Linked DNA regions of Sus scrofa: region 1 is linked to region 2. A link is a contact called in public promoter capture Hi-C data. All regions are on one chromosome and are shown on one strand. Each heading gives the region's core, a stretch centred on a gene start, on an enhancer-like site or on the middle of the called end of the contact. The rest is flanking DNA. Distances are from core to core; before and after follow the strand shown. Region 1 holds the start of RIMS3 (regulating synaptic membrane exocytosis protein 3). Region 2 holds the start of CITED4 (cbp/p300-interacting transactivator 4).

What was found. Promoter capture Hi-C pulls out the DNA fragments that hold promoters and counts their contacts.
Region 1: a promoter capture Hi-C map of fetal skeletal muscle shows a contact between it and region 2, with 2.2 times the contacts expected there. The contact joins the promoter of RIMS3 here to the promoter of CITED4 in region 2. A contact is called at or near these places in 2 of 5 promoter capture datasets (fetal liver and fetal skeletal muscle) and 2 of 47 Hi-C or Micro-C datasets (heart right ventricle and liver).

The regions. Positions count from the first base shown.
Region 1 is chr6:170,504,293-170,511,457 of Sscrofa11.1, forward strand. RIMS3 (regulating synaptic membrane exocytosis protein 3) reads left to right here and starts at 2,100. Exons shown (of 9, transcript XR_002345277.1): 1 at 2,100-2,415.
Region 2 is chr6:170,321,958-170,328,495 of Sscrofa11.1, forward strand. CITED4 (cbp/p300-interacting transactivator 4) reads left to right here and starts at 2,830. Exons shown (of 3, transcript XM_003128106.4): 1 at 2,830-3,306; 2 at 3,309-3,429; 3 at 3,432-4,183. The coding sequence starts at 3,103. The coding sequence ends at 3,667.

The DNA of each region.
Region 1 (7,165 bases), core at 850-3,349, 180 kb after region 2:
TCAGCTTTATTGATGTTTTCCCTTTGGCGTCCAGGTGTCGTCAGGCTTAGAAAGTCTTTCCAGCCGTCCAGATTTGTCAAAACATTCGTGATGTTTTCTTCTGGTACATTATGATGTTATTATTTAAATACATGCTCCACCTGGAATTTATTTCAGGGTCAGGTAAGGACACAGCTTTCTCTTATTTCCCCAGATCACTTGCCTGTTATTCCACCCATTTGTTGGAAAGCCTGTATTTCCCCCATTTGTCTGAAGCACTGTCTCTATCCTACACCAAATTCCTTTGTGTGCTTGTGTGCTTGTCCATTTCGGCACTCCATTCCTTTTTTTCTAGATTTTTTTTGGTCTCTGCATGTTTATTCTTCTACATACACTTAAGAATCAACCCTACCTAATCCTTCTGGAAGCCAGTATGGAGCTTTGGAGTCCCTGAAATTATATGCAAAGGACACATCTGCACATTTCTGCAGAGGGAAATTCCACGTTTTCCAGAGATGCGCAAAGGAACCATGCTTCCAAAGGGATCCTCTGGTGTACGGGTCTCTGTGATGGGGTACAGGGGAGGAGCACAGAGCAATCTCGATTCCTTCCTTCCCCTCCACACCGTCAGTCTCTGCTCTCCCCATCCTTCACCTCCACCACCATTCTGGCCACTTCCCTGGCCTCCGTCTTGTCCCCTGCTCCCCAGTCTAATCCCCTTTGCTGCTGCAGAGCAAGTGTTCTACAGCACAGCTCTTAGTTTTAGGCCTGATGTAGGTTGGATGATGACAAAAGTTTAGTTACTAAGTGCATAAAATTGTGAGTCCCTTCGCCACTTGGCCAGCTGTGAGCCCCAGCTCCAGGCTCTCCCAATTGTTGGGTCTCAGTTTAACAACTGAGAAGGTGAGAAGGGATGAGTTCGGGGGAGGGGTGTGTTGAAGATACAGCTGGTTCTCCTCAGGAGGCTCGATTTTTTACTTAAATAATCCCCATCATTTGCCTCCTCCCCCCACACCCTTCCACTCCCCATCCATGCCCTGAGTAGGGAGACGGCTCCTTTTGCCTGACTTCAGCAAACAGTCAGGAAGGCAAACGGTAGTCACGTTGTTCCCTCCATGAAGGAGTGGAATTGAGAACACTGGAGTCCCGAAGCGGAAATGATCAGCTGAGCGAGGCCGAGGGCAGCACGATGGGGGCAGCGTGACCCCGGGGGAGATTTCACTCGGTGCCTCCTCAAGCCCCGGCCGCAGGGAGCCCAGGTGGAAGCATTTAGACGGATGCTGCATCCTAGAGCAGGGCTTCTCAGTCTTGGCAGTAGTGACATTTGGGGCTGTCCTGTGCATTGGGGACTCTCTAGCAGCAACCCTCATCTCTTCTAAGTAGATGCCAGGGCAAACCCCAGTTGTGAAAACCAAAGACGTCTCCAGACACTGTCAAATGTTAGGGTGGGGGCGGCAAAAATCACCCCAGGTTGAAAACCCCTGCTCTAGGAGAAAAGGGGACGAGGGGAGGTTAGCCTACTCCCTTGCCCTCTGTCTGCAAGCGACATTGCAAAGTGTTTTTCTTCACAGCAGGCACTGGGGCCAATCTTTTCTCCTCTGTAAACTGGACTTGATTTTTTCTTTTCCTTTTTTGGCCGCTTCTGCAGCATGCGGAAGTTCCGTGGGCCAGGGATCCAACTCGAGCCACGGCAGTGACAAAGCCGAGTCCTTAACCACTAGGCCATCAGGGAACCCTTGGACTTGATGTTTGTAGGACATGTCCCCTGCTGTCATCATGACATTCCTGGATCTGGTACAGGGTGTGACAGGGCTACTGTGTTGCCAGGGAGGTCCTGGGAGGTTCCCCAGAGAGAAGGAAGAGCAGACAGTGGTGGAGGTGGGGAGCGGGGCCAACCATGAGCAGGAGCGTTTTGGGGACAGTGGAGAGGCTCGGGGCGTCCTCCCCACCCTGCGCCTTCCAGGCCTTATTAGCACAGGTCGCCCCAACCTGGCAAACCCGTACTCCCCAGGTTCCCTTAGGCCCCGCCCACCTCCTCCGCTCTCCCGCCCCAGATGGCCCCGCCCCTCCGCTGGCCCCGCCCGCTCCCGAGGCCCCGCCCCCACCAGGCCCCGCCTCCCTCTTCGCCTCCCGCCAGCCGGGTCTCGGGCTTTGCACCCGGCGGCGGCTGAGAACGGTGGCGGCTGCGGAGCCGGCAGCGCAGGCTGGCGGAGCTGAGCTGCCCGGCTCGGTGGCGGGCGATGCCCCCGTGAGCCTCTCTCGCCGCCCGTCCCCGCCCCGCGCCCCTGCCCCTCGGAGTCCGCCACCCGCCTGGGACTGGGCCGCGCCTACCTCCGGATCCGCGGGGCGGGTCCCGGGGCAACACCTGCCCCGCCTTGCGGAGCCGCCTCGGCCAGCGGAGACCCCTCCCTGTCTGGACCCCAGGCCCACCTCTGGGTAAGTCTGCAGGCCTTGCTCGCCTGGGAGTGGACGTGAGGAGGGGGCTGCGGAGGTCTGGGGGACCACGGGGCGGGGGAGGGGTCTCTGGTCGTGAGGCGCCACGTAGGGATCTGAGTGTGCCGGGGGCTGGGGCTGGGGTACGGGGGCTCAGGGGAGGAGCACTGTGTGTGTGTGTGTGTGTGTGTGATGCCACTCGGGGGTGGGGGGGGCTAAGGTATGAGAAGGGAACCTTAGGTGTTTGGGGAAGCCCGGAAAATGGAGTAGAGGCCCCGGAGTCTTGAGTTCTTTACTGATGCTCAAAGCACTGGGGGCCCTCCCTGGTCTTCAACAGCGTTGCCTTCCGTGGCATTTTTGGAAAGTGCTAAAAATCCCTCCTGGAAAGAGAGCTGGAAGCCAGCCTGCCTTTCTCTCTCCTGCCTGCGCCCTGGCTGAGAAGCTGGCCACTCTTTTTTCCCAATGAGATACCGCTGTGTTGCCACCCACCCACCCAAGAAAAGGGATGATGCCCCCTCCAGCCCTAGGATTGGGGGAGGGGTGCTCTATGAAGCTGAGAAAGGCCATTGATCAATCCATGGTGGGGAGTCCAGGGTTCAGGGTGGCTTAGTATGACTCTTGGTGGGCCACCTGGGCCCGTCTCATTCAAGGCGAGATTGTCTTCGCCTGCTGGCCCCTAAGCTGCCTGGACCCCTGTCCTCATCACCTTCTCTGGATAACTCATTCCCGAGGAGTGGGTTTCTTCCCCGTCCGCCGGGCCTGGAAAGCCGGAGAAGGCCGGTAGCTCCTGAGGTCGCGAATGGCGTGGGCAACACCATACCGAGGCCAGAGAACAGGGGCACTGGCCTCTGCCACCTGGGGGCTGTTTGGATGTGGCCCTGTGAGGTGGGGGAGGCCGGCGAATGTCCGTGCTTACCCCCCACCCCCACCCCGCCGCAGGGGTGTTGTCTAAGTCTGGAAAGAAAGGCTGCTGTCCCTTTGGTCCTGTCTTCTGCCCGTGATGACTTCTTAAGTCTAGGATCCTTGAGATTGGGGCCTGGAGTGATGGGGAGAGGGCCTTTCAGGGCTAGGCCTGGTCACCAAGGGGTTAACTACCCAGCCCCACAGTTGCTGCCAGCCACCAATTAGCCTGTAATCAGGCAGCTGCCAACTGTCCCTGGGGGCATGTGGGCAGCCTCACGGGGCATCTCTGGTGGGAGTGAGGGGGGCGGGGGAAGGGGTCCTGGTCCATGCTCCATGCCCTTCAGAGCCTGTTTAGGGCCCACAGACCCCTTCCCTGCCCTCTGTGCCAGCCACCCGGCTTAGGGACCTCCAGCTCTGGGGTTTGATACCTTCCCAACCCTCTGCAGGGTTTGAAGCCAGAGTGAGGGAAACTTGGCTTCAAACCCAGGCTCTGCCACTTTCTAGCTATGCGCTATTGAGGAAGTCACTTCCCCTCTCTGAGCCTCCTTCACAAAAGCAGACCCACCTTCTAGGTCTGCTGGGAGGAGTAAACGAAATGGTGGATTTGGGCTGCTTAGCCCAGTGGCTGGCCCTCAGGGGAGCTCCGTAGGTAACTGCTGAACTCCTGAGCAACCCCTGTGCCAAGGAGCTGAGGACCCAGCAGGGCCCAAGGTCCCTTCCCTCGGGGCATGCGGGCTCAGGGTGCTGGGCACTGTCTCTGCCTGAGCTCTTCTCTCTCCCTCCCCCCTTGTGCTCACAGACACCTCTGGTCTCCGGACATAATTGGATTTTACTCTGTGGAGCTCAGGGCTGAGCTGCTACTTTCTGGGCTCGCCCTGTTCCTAACCGGGTACTGAGCTCTGGGGGGTCTGCCAGGGGTCTGGGTGATGCCTGCAGCTGCAACAGCAGCTGGCCCTTTAAGGAGGGAAAAAACAATTATCCGGCCCGGGCATTGCATCAGCTGGAGCCTGGAGGGTCCCTGGGGAAGAAGGGGCAGCCTGGTGGTTGATTTCATTAGTGCCATGTGAGAACTCTCACCCGAGCCTGCCCCACTCCCAGGTTGCAGCCTTCTCCCGCAGGCAGCAGCAGCAGCAGCCCCGCCCCATAGCCTCCCCAGCCCACCCGGGAGCTCCACCTTGGAGGACTCTGTGCACACCTATGACATGCAGAGGGGGGTATATGTAGGGAAATGTCTCACACTGGCCCTCTGCCGACCTGGGGTGCAAGGGATGCCTCCTGTAGCAGCATTTTGCTGACAGTCGGAGTGTCTCCCCTATTAGGGTTTGGCTGCCCTGGGACTGGCATTTTGTTGACCCAGGGAGGGGTGACTTCTGCGCTGGTCTCTTGCCCACAGCGGAGCTGTCTCCTGCACTGGTGTTTTGCTGAGCCGACAGAGGAGCTGTGCTGCTTGGGCTGTGTGTGAGCCGAGGGCATGGGCTAGAAACCACTGCTCTCCCGTTGGAGGTGAGCTGGCTGGGAACAGTGAGTCACAGCAGCCTAGAGGATTCCAGGTTCTTGGGCACCAGACAGACCTGGGTTCAAATCCCTCATCCTCCACTTCCAGCCTCTGTTACCACCTCAGGTCTCAGACTCCTCTGGAAAGGAGGAATAATTTACACCCATACTGCCCCACCCCTACCTGGCAGGTACTCGGGGGATTAGTGTCATAATCGGATGTGCAGAACCCAGCCAGGACCGGCAGGTCGAGGGAGCAGGCTGTGTGATGATTCTTTTCTCTTTGCACATCTGGGCAGGTCACAGCTTGCGTTCAGGACACTCGGGTAAGGACAGAAGGGCTGGGAGGTGGGGGTGGAGAGAGGAGGCGTGCAGGGCCCTCCTGCCTCCGTTGCAGGACGAGGTGCTCAGACACCTGATGTTCAAGCTGTGTGTCAGGCAGCCCCTGCCTCCACAGAGAAGGCCCAGGGCAGGTAATGACACATGCGGCATGTGCTGAGAGGATTCAGGGAGGCTGGAGTGACGAGGAGTTGAGGGGGCAACGAAGAGGGGAGCCGAGTGTGCTGAGGCCTTGGCGATGTCGGGACAGGCTTGGCGTGTGTGTGTGTGTGTGTGTGTGTGTGTGTATGGGGGGGTTGGCAGCAGCGGGGAGAGCGCGGGCAGGAGCCAGTGCAGCCAGGCCAGACCTCCCTGGTCTATCCAGCAGGATACCAAAGACTTGGGAATCATCCCGAAACCAATAGCAGCTCTTAAAGGTTTGAAGCAGAGGAGGGAGGGTCTGATTTCCGGATGGTGTGGCCTCGGGTCTCTGGCTGTCAGGCAGAGCCTTTTCGGGAGTGACCTTTTGCCCTCTCGTACCCCTTCCCTGCGCAGCAGCCCCGGTGCCCAGGGAGTGGGTTGTTTATGTGGCTCATCCCAGGCCCTCCAGCTTTCTCTCTCTGGCCTTGTTCACCAAGTTCATCCCCTGGGCGCAGGTTCTCCCCAGGGAGCCGGAGGGCGGGAGGGCGGGAGGCGGGGCTGGGGCGCCAGGCAGGCCGAGATTCATCTCCCAGCGCTGCGGTTCCTGAGGTGCGCAGCCTCTGATGAAGCACACCTAGGTCTGCACTTAATATCCTGGGCTATAAAAGGCGGTGATGTTATCTCTCTGTGTCAAGGATAAAATGAAATCCCAGGTGGAAATCAAAACACCCCATCACAGTGTCAGTTGGCGTTTTAACTTTCTTGCAGGGGGGCGCTGACCCCTGCCCCGGCCAGGCCCAGGCGCAGGGCTGGCCGCGGGTGGGGCAGGGCTGGATCCAAGATGCTGTGCGACCTGCTCCCAGACGGACCCCGCACTTGGTTTAATGTTTGCCTGTCCCCACTTTGAAATTATTCATAATTCTGAACAAAGGGTCCTGCCTTTTCATTTAGCCCTGGGCCCTGCATGTTATATAGCCCCACAGATTGGGCTGGGCTAGGAAGAGACAGGGCACTTCACAGACCTGCAGATGGTGCCAGGATGGAGGAGGTAGAAGGTGGAGGGCACGACCCACCGTCCCCAGGTGGGAGGGATGTTAAGAACAGTAAACATTTATTTACTGCGCCCTGTGCGCTAGGGTCTCTGCTAAATGCCTCTCATGCTCCTCTTCCAACAGCCCTGCGGGGTAGGCCCGATTATTATTTCCCTCGTTTAGATGAGGCAAGTGGGTTTCGGGTTCAAAGCCACACAGCCATCAAGTGGCAGAGCTGGGATGGAAACCCCGGCTGTTGAACGGGAGAGAGTGTGCATGCCTGGACCTGGGACGTCTTCACTAGGACGAGGCATCCCCCAGCCAGGTCCAAGGATAACTTGAGTTTGCCGAGGAGCAAGGAGGTGTAAGGTGGAGGAAGAGCTGTTTCACCTGGGAGGCGCCTGAGCCCAGGTGTGGTACTCGACCAGCAGAGGTGGAGCCAAAGCCCGCTGCCTCCCAGGGCTGAGAGAAGTAGCTTTTCGATTTCTCAGTCCTGATTTTCCAAGCTCAGTGCGCCTGGCCATCTGCCCCCGGGCCCTGCTGCTACCATTATTCCTCAGAGCCCCCCCCCCCCCCCGCTTTGCACTGCGTGGCCCACTCTCCCCCCACTCGCAGGTAATCTCAGTACTTGGCATTAACATCTCTTCTGGGCTCAAGACCTGCTGGTCTGACTCCTTCCTTCCTGGACCACATTTAGATGTCTCATGATCAGCCTCGGGTCCAAACTAGGTCCCAGCTCCGCCTGCTGGCACCTGCTCTGCCTCCAGTGTCCCTAGCTCTTCTCTGCCACCACCATCCACCCACTCGCTCAAGCTGGAAAGCTGGAAGTTCTCCTGGACACCTCCCTCTCCTTCCCTCCCCGCACT
Region 2 (6,538 bases), core at 1,580-4,079:
TAAGCCTCAGGTGCAGCCCTGAAAAGCCAAAAAAAAAAAAAAAAAACTGAGCCCCAGCCCAGTTTCTGATTGGGTCTGGGGTGGGGCCTGGTACCACAGTTTCAGCAGTACTGCACTCCAGTTGTCCCGCCGCTAGGACCAGTTTGCCCCAGACGCCGCTTGGCCACTGCCCTCCCCTCCTTTAAGTCTTTTCTCAAACCTTATGGTCTCAGTGAGGCCCCCGACCCCTCTGTGCAATACTGCAAGCTGCCCCTGCACCCCAATCGCCTCCCTACCCTATTTTCCCTTTTTTTCCATAGTCCCTACCACTTTCTAACAAGCGGATCATGCTTTTATGTAGTTTAGTCTCAACCGTATGTCCCCAGGGACCTAAGAAGAGGGGTTCCACCCAGACCCCATGAATCCCTGAGAACCCCGTGGATCCTCCAGGGATTTGCTAACTCGTCAAATTTCTACGCAATAGCGTGTGATCCTGAGGTTTGCAGTGTAACCTAAAACTATAAACCAGGCTGTCTTTTAACCAGCAAAACAGGTTTATTCAGGAGCAGCAAAGAACTGCCATTTGGGACATCTGACTGTGGCCAACCCCATGCAAGGGCAGGTGAAGCAAAGGAGAGGAAACCCTTTAGAGAGGAGAAGGGGAGTGGGGAGGGCTCCTTAGAAACAAAAAGTCCATTGGCAGAAACTGGGACCTCGAATGACAGTGACTTTTCATTGGCTGACCTGTGACCACCTCATTGGCTGAGCTATTGCCAAGCCAGGAGAAAAATCTTTCTTCTGCTGCTCTAAAGTCCTATCACTTCCTGCTGGAGATGCAAGTCGGTGGTGTGTCTTCCTGCTGGGATCCGTATTCATGCCCTAAGTGGTACCTTCACGAGCAACTCCTCCTTCTGGCCTCCTGATTCCATTTTAGCGACATCCCTTTATTAATTTTTCAGTCAGTAACTTTCATTAGCTTCTCAAGACTCAGTGGATCCCCAAAGCTTAAAAACCACTAGCAGATCAATACCTGGCATAGAATAGGCGCCCAAACAAATATTTATGGACTAAATTAAAGACCTTTTAAAACATTTCTCACACACACACACACTTAAAAAAAAAAAAAAAAGGAAAATCTTCTAGTGGCACAACGGCTCCCAAATCTTCAGACCATACAAATTTATGATTCCAAATACCCTCCCAGAATCTGAGTCAGGAGGCTGGATGGAGCCAGAGATTCAGGATTTTTCAAAGCCTCCTCTTCCTCTGTACCACCACCCTCCCCTTGCTGAGTCTGAGGTGCAGCCATGTTTAGGAATTTCCATTTGACACTTTTATTAAAGACAGACTCCGGGGGAGTCAATTCCCATGTGTGTAGCTTTTACACTTTGCCAAAAATGTGACTGCATCCATGGTCACTTGTGACCTTCTCACAAGCTCTCAGGTGACTACAATCTCCCTTTTACTGAGTAGAAAGCTGAGGCCCTGGGGAAAAAAGTGACACCCTGCCCCCCAACACCCAACGGTCATACTGCTGCGGGTGGTAGAGACACGATTAGAACTTGAGCCTCTGGCTTCTCATGCTACGGTTCTCCTGTCTGCACCAGCTGGATAAACCCAAGTTCCAGGAAATCCCAAGGACGCTACCAGCAGCGGGGAGCCAGAGAAGGGAGGGGCGGAGTGGCAAACAGGAGAAGGGCAAGGTTCCAGAAGGTTGTCTCTTGGCCACCAGGAGAGACTCCAGCTGCTCTAAGGACACGGCTAACTCTGGCTGCGTATGACCCTAGGACAGTCAGTTTCCGTGCCTCGGTCTTCTGATCTGCACAATGGGATTGATAATCCATGCACTGCCCCCAGTAAGGTGTGCGTAGAATGTATAGCATTCTAAACATCCACCTTCTAACTATTGCTATCACGGGAAGGGCAACATCCCCCACTCAGAAGGTCCCTAGGGACAGAACTAAATCCAGCTTTTCATTCATTTGAGGAACATTTTTGAGCACCTACTGCACGCCAGGCACTGTGCTGGGCACCGTGCACACACCACCTCCTTTAACTCTCACAGCAACCCAGTGAGTTTGGTACTGTCGTTGCCCCATTTTACGGATGAAGAAACGAGTGCAGGGGAATGAGGTGCAATTCATTTGATCGTCTGTTGATTCACCCAACTTTTACTGAAAACCTGCCCTGAGCTATAGGCTCTGGGCCAAGGGCTGAGGACACAAGGATGAACAAGTCCTTCAGCAGGCATGCCCATAAATTACTTTAATAACGACTCAGTACGTGCTTTCACAGACAAGGGCGCAGGAGCCGAGGGAGGGTAACTGGGACTCCTGGGATTATGGAGTCGGGCAGCCGACTGTCCGGGGAACTCTGCGCCGCAAAGGTGTCCTTGCCCTGTGTAGAGGCGGCAATCAAAAGGCCTGGGTTCGAGTCTCCCTTCTGTCCAGGCTTTACTTTGTATTCCCAGGAAACGCCTTCTGCCTCTCCAGCTTTCTTCATCTGGAAAATTGAGAGGGTTGAGAGGTTGGGCTTGTGATCCTGCAGTTCAGGGGGCCTAGTAACTCCTCTACCCCTCGCACTCCATCTTCTGGTCTGTTCAAGTTTGGCCCCATCTAGCCCTGAGACTGAGCCTAGGGCAGCCAGACCAAGCCTTTTGCAAAGTGCCAAACACCAGGCTTCGGGACAGACCTCAAAGCCCCAGGGGGCGGGCCTAAGGTCCAAAGGGCGGAGCTGGGACAGGAACCCGGCCGAGACCTCCAGGAGGCGCGGCGCGGCGGGCCCGCCCATCGTCTCACCCAGCCAATGAGCGCTCGGGGGCGGGGCACCCCGCCTCTGGGTATAAGGCTGCGCGGAGGTCGCGGGCGCGTCGCTGAGCTCTCGCTGCCGGACCTGGTGGCTGAGCAGGGTCGTTCTCGCCTTGAGCTGGGGCGCACGGGAGCTCTGAGTTCGTGCGTCCTGGGCTGCGCAGAAGCACAGGTCGGGTTCGGATTTCCTTTGCCCAGCTAGGGTGCAGAGAGGGCACGGCGCCCGGATCCCTCGGCGCAGAGGAACCGCTGGTCCGGGCCGGGGGACGCCCGCGCTGACCCCTGGTCCGCAGCCGCCAGCAGCCGGCCGGCCGTCATGGCAGACCACCTGCTGCTCGCCGAGGGCTACCGCCTGGTGCCCAGGCCACCGCCTCCCGCGCCGGCCCAAGGCCCTCACGTGCTCCGGACGCTGCAGCCGTACTCGGGCCCCGGCCTGGACAGCGGGTTGCGGCCGCGGGGGACTCCGCTGGGCCCGCCGCCGCCGCCCCCACCCGGGGCTCTGACGTACGGGGCCTTGGGCCGCCGCCGCCAACCTTCCAGTCCTTTCCGGCTGTGCCGCCGCCGCCGGCCGCCAGCGGCGCGCACCTGCAGCCCGTGGCGACGCTGTACCCAAGTCGCGCGACCGCGCCCCCCGGCGCCCCGGGAGGCCCCCGGGCCCACAGCCGGCGCCCGGAGCCCCAGCTCCGCCACCGCCGCCACCCGCGCACGCTCTGGGCTGCATGGACGCCGAACTCATCGACGAGGAGGCGCTGACGTCGCTGGAGCTGGAGCTCGGGCTGCACCGCGTGCGCGAGCTGCCCGAGCTCTTCCTGGGCCAGAGCGAGTTCGACTGCTTCTCGGACTTGGGTTCGGCGCCGCCCGCTGGCTCGGTGAGCTGCTAAGCGACGCCTGCCCGGCGTGGCCGAGAGAAGGGGGCCGGCCCCGCCGGACTCGGCACCCAGCGCCGGGGCCCCGGCACGCACCTTCCGTGAGGGTGAGGCAGCGGTTCGCGCACCGAGCCGACGCCGGGCCGGGACGCCGGGCCTCACTGCAGGCCCTGCTTGCTGCAGGATGACAGTTTGGGTTCATCTCTCTGACCCGGAGCCACAGGGCTAAAGCGAAGGGGTCTGGACGCCCCTTGCAGCCTCCCAGCTCTTGGATTCTGTATGCTCTCCTCTCGGATCCTCCAACCCAGCTCCCCAATCTGAGCCATTCCAGGCCTCTGCCTGATTCCCCCTCTCCTCGCGCAGCCCACGGTGTTCACTGGGTCCCGGGAGCCGCCCACCCGCCTGGCCCCGCCCTGGCGGCCTGGGTCCTGAGGTCGTTCGTTGGGCCTCCCGCTCTGGGGAGGGGCAGGTTGTGCAGCCCTCACCCCTGCAAGTGGCCTCCAACACCAAATAAAACTGGGTCACTTTCCAGTCTGGCGTGTTCATTTCCTTATCACTCCAGCCCTAGGCTATATTTGGCTCCTAGAGTCCTGAGGCTGTTGGAGACCCTGGGTGGGGTGGAGGCCACATCCCCCGGCAGTGGCCAGGAGAGGAAACTGACGGTTGCTTTTGAAAATGCCTGTGCGTGGTGCAATCGTCCTGTCATAATCTGGAAGGCAGAGGCTGCCGCCACCCCGTAACCCAAGGGTGAAGGCGGGGGCTCCTGGGAGGGGTGGAGGGAGCTTGGGGGTGCGGCCCTCCCTGTTGGCTCTGCAGGCAGGCCGGCCGGGAGCTGGGTATACCCGAAGGCTTGGACAGCCCTGGCTTTGAACCCGGGCTCTCCCCCTTGTTCTGGGCGCCATCCATTCAGGTTTCTGAGGCCATTTCCTCGGAGGGACAGTGGATCCGCGTCTTAGGTGGCCGTGAGGGTCGCATGCCATGGGCGGCGTTTAGCGCAGTGCCAGGCACGCGGGGCCTCCGTAAATAATAGTGGTGGTGATTTCACAGTAATAGTCATCCCTCGAGGAGTCACAGTCCAGGTGGGAGGAGGGGACGACAGGCCTGGAAACCCACTCGTCTTGGGACAAGGAAGAGAGGGATGCGGACTAGAAAACAGGCAGGATGCCTAGCGGGCAAACCCAGAAGAGGAAGCATCTTCAGCTGGCTGGGGGTCCGGCCAGTTCAGGCTTGGGGAGGTGGGGACATTTGATCGGGTGAGCAGGGCCTTCAAGGATGAGTCTCGGTAGGACTTGGAAAAGAAGGTGTGCAAGCAGAGAGCCGGCTCAAGGCAGGGAGGCTGCCAGGCCGGGGCCTGGGCGGTAAAGCATGGGGCCTCTCACAGGGACAACAAAGGTCTCTTGGTTTTCCGGGGACTGAGAAGTAGGCACGGTCCTCGTTCTGCAGGTGAGGCATCTGGACTCTGGTCCAGACCTGGCAGAGTCTGGCCTCAGTCCGGAGCAGCAGCGTATGCTCCTGCCCACCCTCTGCTGTTGCCTCTCTCTGGAAAGATCCCTAAGTGCTTCTGAGGTGCGGGAGAAAGGCAGGAAGAGAGGGCTGGAAGGCAGGGAGGAGAGGCGGAGGACCGGGCTAGGACAGGCAGGGGGGCTGGAGAGGAGAGTGAATTCCAGAGACTTGGTGGAGAGGAGCACAGAGCTGTGACCTGTGCCCTGCGGCTGGCGAAGCTTGGCTTCACCTCCGTGCCAAGCTTGTTGACCTGACTTTCCCTCCAGCCTGTGAGCTCACCCGGGCTCACTGTCAGCTCCAGCTGTGCAGCCACCATGCCAGCAGAGGGCCACAGCCGTGTCTGGAGAATGAATGAAGATCTCCCCGAAGATAAGGAGCATATTCTGGGATGGGATGAGGAAAAAGGGCAGAGACGCTTCTGGGAAGGACTGGCCTGAGTGCTGGGCTCAGAGCAGCCAGGGTTTGCTTCACTTTGCCCAAGATCCCAGGCCAGAGATAAAAACCAAAGGGCTGGGTTGGCACAGGAGGGCCTGACCTTCATCTGGCTTCAGTTTCTCCACCAGTAAAATAGAGCTAATGACCTGCCCTACTATTTCACAAGGCAGTAAGCCTCATAGTAACAGGAGAACAGACCCGGGGATGGGATGAAAGCGGTAGGTTTGTCCTGAGGTGCTCTCCGTATGAAAGGGGTTACGGTGAAAATCCAGGGTTCCATCCCTGGCCTCGCTCACTGGGTCAAGGATCTGGCATTGCCATGAGCTGCGTGCTGCAGCTACAGCTCCGATTCAATCCATAGCCTGGGAACTTCCATATGCCGCAGGTGCAGCCCTTAAAACAAGGAGAAAAAGAAAGAAAGGGTAGAAGAGGGAGCCCGAGCTCCTGGGCTACTTCCCACTCTCCATCCCTCCCAGAGGGGCAGCTGAGCAATTGGACAGCAGACCTATGGGCAGAGAGGAAAAGGCTGGGGCGGCACACACCTTGAGCCCTCACATTCCCGACGCTCTGCGGAATTCTGCCCTCCCCGCTGAGGGGAGGATGGCTGTGTCCTCCCTGCCTTGTGCTCTGATAGCCTCAGGGGCCATTTCTAGATGCAGTTCCACGAGCTGCTGGGACCTCAAGCTAAGTCACCTTACCTCTGAGTCTTGACTGTCCTGCAGGGATCCAACCAGCTTCCCGTGGTTCCTCTTCCAGGGGCTGCCCCCTCAGGTAACCCACTCCCCATTTCCCGTCCTGAGGATTTCATTCTCTTACCCGGGCTGGGTCTTTGGGGTTGGGAGTCAGGCTCTCTCAGGGTTGGGAACTGAGTCATGACACAGGCAAGACATTATTTCATCTTCTTTTTTGTTTTTGTTGTTTGGTTTTTCTTTTCATATGGAGGTTTCC